Linked DNA regions of Oncorhynchus mykiss: region 2 is linked to region 1. Evidence: chromatin contacts called from public Hi-C data. All regions are on one chromosome and are shown on one strand. Each heading gives the region's core, a stretch centred on a gene start, on an enhancer-like site or on the middle of the called end of the contact. The rest is flanking DNA. Distances are from core to core; before and after follow the strand shown. Region 1 holds the start of LOC110490115 (WD repeat-containing protein 26). Region 2 holds the start of rrp15 (RRP15-like protein).

The links. Hi-C and Micro-C count contacts between places; a contact is called where the count stands out from the background.
Region 2: a contact with region 1 is called in a Hi-C map of liver, with 5 times the contacts expected there. The contact joins the promoter of rrp15 here to the promoter of LOC110490115 in region 1. A contact is called at or near these places in 2 of 3 Hi-C or Micro-C datasets (blood and liver).

The regions. Positions count from the first base shown.
Region 1 is chr2:43,054,753-43,057,702 of USDA_OmykA_1.1, reverse strand. It overlaps LOC110490115 (WD repeat-containing protein 26), which reads left to right and starts at 1,434. Exons shown (of 14, transcript XM_021563298.2): 1 at 1,434-2,157. The coding sequence starts at 1,865. LOC110490105 (adenylate cyclase type 3) reads left to right here. Exons shown (of 21, transcript XM_036949002.1): 21 at 1-751.
Region 2 is chr2:43,235,253-43,238,202 of USDA_OmykA_1.1, reverse strand. rrp15 (RRP15-like protein) reads left to right here and starts at 1,385. Exons shown (of 5, transcript XM_021563355.2): 1 at 1,385-1,527; 2 at 2,141-2,445; 3 at 2,711-2,808. The coding sequence starts at 1,479.

The DNA of each region.
Region 1 (2,950 bases), core at 185-2,684:
AAGGGGGAATTACTTTTTCACACGGGCATTGGGTGTTGCATAACTTTGTTTATGAAATAAGTATGTAATTGTTGTGTTATTTGTTCACTCAGGTTCCCATGATCTAATATTAGGTTTTGGTTGAAGATCTGATCAAATTCAGTATGAAAAATGTGCAAACGTACTTTTTCAAAGCACCATATGTTTGTTTGTTTGACTGTATGTAAGGTGAACAGTATTGCAGATGCGGGTATGTTTATTTTGCTCGTATTGTATCCCCATCAGTGTCTTTTCTCCAAAATTGGATGAAAGTGCAATAGTTTATTCTTCTACAACCCGCTACCCTCGCTTGCCCCTAACACAAATTAAAACATTGCTGGCCCTTTAATTAATATTTTTATAACTAAGTTTCATTCATTCTGAGATTATATTTAAAGTGAAGGGATAAAGGACTAATGAGTCTGAGTTGTACATACAGTTTACTGTTCATTAAATTAATTTATTGCAGATGTCAGGGACAGATTTCCTTTTTTTAAACCAATGTAAAAGTGCCAATGTTGAAGGAATGGCTTTGGTCCCTGAAAATGTGGCCAAAATGCAGGTCTTTGCTGTTTCTCGATTTGTATTTTAAAGAACCTCAGGCTTGGGAATAAAATGGCACTTTGAATGGTCTGTAAACTATTTGTGTTTGAGTTTAAAGTTAAGTTAATAATGTATTTAATTTAAATGATTTGTCATTTTCAAGTGTATTGATAAAAAAAAAGAATTTAAACCATTGTCTCTAATACTTTCTTTATTCAGTGTGTTTTGGGTAGGTCTGTTGTCTCCTCTTTGGATAGCATAAAGTTGTTGCATATGTGTGAGAGTGTGATGTCTGATCCATTGCATGCAGAAATTGCAGAACCCAATGAGCACAATATGTTGAAAATACATTTGAATTCATTTTGCTTACTGAGAAGAGTTCCCCTTTTTGATGTACCTTGAAAAAAACTTAGAGGGGCAACCTGCAATTGAACTTCCATTTTTAGACTTAAATTAATGGTATATATAATAATAATCCATTGATTATTGAAGAATATAACATATTGTCTCATGATCTTAGGTCAATTGTCATACTCCATCAGAACTGAAAATATAAGCTGTTTTACTCCAGTGTTTGTAAACAATGTAATTTGAAACAAAAGCTGTACAGCCTCAACTGGTTAATTCTATAATTTTGACGTCATGGATGGTCAGTCCATGCAGACATAGCTCTATGAATTTGAGAGTGGTTGCGTTTGGCTACCGTGGTTACATACAGGACGGGCGATGTTATTGTTTAAACTGAAGATTTATATTAAACAAGTTATATTTTTCCCGAGAGATAATTAAACAATTAAAATATAAAACAAATACATATACATTTAAAAAGGTATATTAACTTGTGAAACAAACAGTTCAGTATGATCTTCAAGGGCACCACCTATGGACTACCCGGACACAAGGGAGTGTCGGAATTTCCGGTGACGTCACCGCGTCTCAATATCCATAATGGGTCTGCAGCTGTCTGGAGAGCAACAATAACAAGAGAAGCTCAGCGATAAAACGAGTTATTGTCTCGTCTCTGACACCTTTGCTAGCCCCAACTTTACATCATTCTGTCACCAACACCCTCGGAGAATTAACTCTGGCCTCCGCTTCCTCCGACTCAGAAACCGTCGGAGCGTCGCCGCCACTGCGAAAGAAATACCGAGCTTCGGTGGCGGAGGGAGCAGGGGGGCTTGGGGCTGCAATTGGGTCAGCGGCCCTGTCTACAGTTGTGGGGATTTGAACTTTTCCCAATTCACCCGTTGCTCCTATCATTCGATTCAAGCCTCACAGTGTAGCCCACATCAACATTAATAACATGCAGGCCAACGGGGCAGGGCAGGGTCAAGATTCGGAGCTGTCCTGCCTAAACAACAGTGCGCAAAACGGAGAGTCGTCCTCCGCCGGGGAAGCTCACACTAACGTTAATGGACTATCCACAACAAACAATGGGAACTCTGTCAGTAACAACGACGGTATCCCAGCCCCAGCAGCATCCAACAACACCGTGTCTTCGGATGCAAACTCCGTGAAAAAGAAGAAACGTCTTTCTCAGTCAGAGGAAGATGTCATTAGACTTATAGGGCAACATTTACACGATTTAGGACTTAAGTAAGTAACGTTAGCTAACGTTCGCTTCCTAGCTAGCTGTCAGCTGATGCTAAATCATGTTCTTCATAATAAACGCGAATAAAGCAAGTCATCATGTTGACAGCGACTAGTTCGGTGAGATAAACAGAGGGGCTTTGTAGAGGTAAATAGAATACAGCACGGGTCCTTTAGAAAATTGATGAAGGGAGAAAGATGGCCCATTATTACACAATTTAGCTAGTCTTGGTAGGAAGCTAGTTACTTTGGGGTCCAGAAATGGGACTTCATGAAATGACAAGAACATGCAGTTTTCTCGTTAAGTAGCCTAAAGAAACAACACTTCCCTAATCATCAGCCATATGCATACTTATGTTTTATGTGTAATTAAAAATATGCTCATAATGACATTACTCTTGGGAGTTGCCAAGACCATGGGAACTGGAAAATCTAGTCCAGAATGCTTTGAGAATGTTTGGTTACTCGATAGTATTTGCATGTCAATCAAGCCACAAGGTCACGTGAGATCGATCTGTTTCGTTAAAGAAATTAGAAAATTGAACGGTCACAACATTTGCCTCCAACGTTAAAGATATGTCTACATATTTGATACAGCACAAGTCGAATTGTTTAGGACTTTGGCAAGCCATTGATAAAGATACAATGATCAGGCATTGTGATGTTGTACTTGACCAAGTAATAAGTTAGTAAACATGATTCAAATTAATTATTACTTTTTTATAACTTGGTCAGGGCTCTGACAAAATAAGAAACTGAACAAAAATTTGAGTGTTGAATATCTGTACATAAAATAATG
Region 2 (2,950 bases), core at 136-2,635, 180 kb before region 1:
ACACAATATCAGTAACAATGGAGCAGTAATCATAGTTCAATGTTCATAGTTAAATTCACAGTCGATGTACAATAACTACTCACTCAGTAATGTTAAATAGTTAGGTTGCAGCTGTGACAGTGACGACAGACGCACCTGGATCCAATTTACTGACTGTAAATTGCTCTCAATAAAAGCGTCTGCTAAATGACCACCATGTAAATACAAAAATGAACACTTGCAAAGCACTCTGGGTATTTTTTTAATGTGCTCTAGCCCTTAACAAGACCCAATTCTGTCAGGCAGGACCAAATCGGAACCAACCCTAGGCAAGTCTATGTTTGGGCCAAATCAGGGCCGGTCCAGACCGGACCAAATCTGAACCAAACAACGTCTGTGGTTATAGTCGTCTATACATTTTCTCACATATTCACAGTCCACCGGTTTAAGAAAGTACAAAACATAATATATGTTTACGTTATTAACCTACAGTGCCTATAGGTATTACCCCCTTGGACTTTCACATTTCATTGTGTTACAAAGTGGATTCAAATTGATTTAATTTAGATTTTTTTCATGATCTACACAAAATATTCCAAGCAGAAACATTTTAAAGTGGAAAAATTATTCTAACATAGAAATTCATAAAAAGATAAAACAATAATACATATTGATTGGATAAATATGCATCCCGAGTCAAAACATGTTATAAACACCGTAATCAGTGATTAAAGCTGTAAGTCTTTTTGAGTAAATCCCAAAGAGCTGTGCACATCTGGATTGTGCAATATACTTGACAAAATTGTGTGTGTGTGTTTGGAACAGTAAAAGACCCTCAGGGTGGCATGCAGGCAGTTCTTTTTGTGTAGCTAAAAATATCACGGAGTCAGTCAAGTCAACCCATGATCATTTTCAGTCAAGTTACCCTAAAGGTCGGCAGATGGCGATATTGAAGTATGCTATACACTAATATCCCTTGTGGACTGGTTCGTACATAAAACATTCTCCATTCAGGCTGCATACTTTCTTTATGAAACACCATTTTCCACCACCATGCTAGAGTGGCTAATGCTACTTCCTGATGTTGCACCCCTCGTTCAGCCAGGGGTAAACAACAGACTGCTGCAACCTGAATGGGTGAACGTGATTCGCAACATCCGGATCTAGCATTCCTAGGCATTAGCCACTAGCAAGGTGGTGGAAATGGTGTTTCATAAAGAAAGTATGTATATTTTACCAGCTTTCACAGCTTTTTATCCATAAAATTTAGTTAAGGAGGAAAATCGACGCCTTTGTAGTCGGATTGGAGAATGTTTTATGTATGAACCGGTCCACTAAGGATACAAGTGTATAGCTGGCTGCATGTGTTCCCTTTGGGCGGTAAGAGGAAACGGCTCAATATCGCCATCTGCCGGCCTTTGGACTAAGGTCAAGTCAAGTGGGAACTTTTTACACGGAACGGAACTTTATTCACGGAGTAGTTTCAGTGCTGCACAATAATGGCATCTGTGGAAAAGGCACATGTGGAGAACTCAGCAGGGATGTTAGGTACACGAAGTATTTTTCTTAGAATTGTTCAAAAGAAGTAGCCAGCTAGCGAGATGATTAACCTTGTATCGTTTGTCTCTCCCAGACCCAAGCTGGTAGCTAGGCTAGCTATAGCATTGGCACTAGCATGATCAGATAATATATGGCTGCACGTTAGGCATAGTTGGCTAGCGTTAGGTATCTAAAAAGTTACATTTACATTAAACCCTATGAAGTTAAGTACAGATCAACTAACTAGCTAGCTACAGTACTTGCTTTCATTCGTCTTCACTCTGCATTTGAAACGTCAAACGGCATTAACGTTAGCTAGACTATGCGATGTAACTTGGCTAACATATGGAGCTAACTTAGATAATTGGCTAGAAAGCTGTCTGTAAGCCACACATTTGATCGAATCAATAGTTAATATAGTTAATAGTTAATGAATCAATAGATTGTAGCTAGTGTTTTACAGAGAAGCATGAATAATGATAATATTAGAGGGTGTTAAATGTCTATTAGGTTAAGCTAGATATGAAGTGGCAGAGCTAAATTGTTTTGAATTTGCAACCGATTAGGCCTAGCTATTATTTGTATAAGACAATATGATAAATGCCTTGTTTTCACACATCAGAAGAGCCCCAGGAGGACCACAGCGCTGAGAGTGATGATTCTGACAGAGGGAGCGATGGAGAGGGATCAGAGGTTGAAGGAAGTGAAGAGGAGGATGGGGAGAGTGAAGGGGAGAAAGAAGATGGTGAAGGCAACAGGGAAGTAGATGATGTAGACACCAACCCCAATGCTGGATGGGCGGAGGCCATGGCCAAGATTCTGCAGAAGAAGACACCGGAGAGCAAACCCAGCATCCTGCTGAAGAACAAACAGCTGGACAAAATGAAGGAGAAGGAGAAGAAGGAGAATCTGGAGAGGAAGAAACAGGTACTGTGTGTTTTTTCATGTCTGTAAATGTTTGTGTGCATAGTCCTACTTGATTGTTTTTGGATGTACCTACCTGTATGTCAATTTCTTGCTTTAATGAAAACCGGTCTTAAACTGATGCTGGTTATTGAAATCAGATAGATGATTGCCTGATAACAGAAATGGCCTAAGATCAATTCAGCTGGAGTTGACTTGCACCCTAGACATTTATTCAGTACAGCTTGCCTGTATGTGTGTGCATAATTACTTTTTTCCTGGCTGACAGACGGATAAAAAGCGAGCATGGGAGATGATGTGTCGAGAGAAACCAGACTTAGTAAAAGACCGAGAGAATGAGAGGAACCTGCAGAGAGTTGCTACCAGGTACATACACACTTGTGTGCTGCTTACAAACCTACAGTGCCTTCAGAAAGTATTCACATTCCTTTACTTTTTCCAAATTTAAAGCCTGAATTTCAAATTGATTACATTGAGATTTTTGGTCTCTACAAATTAATTTAAAAAA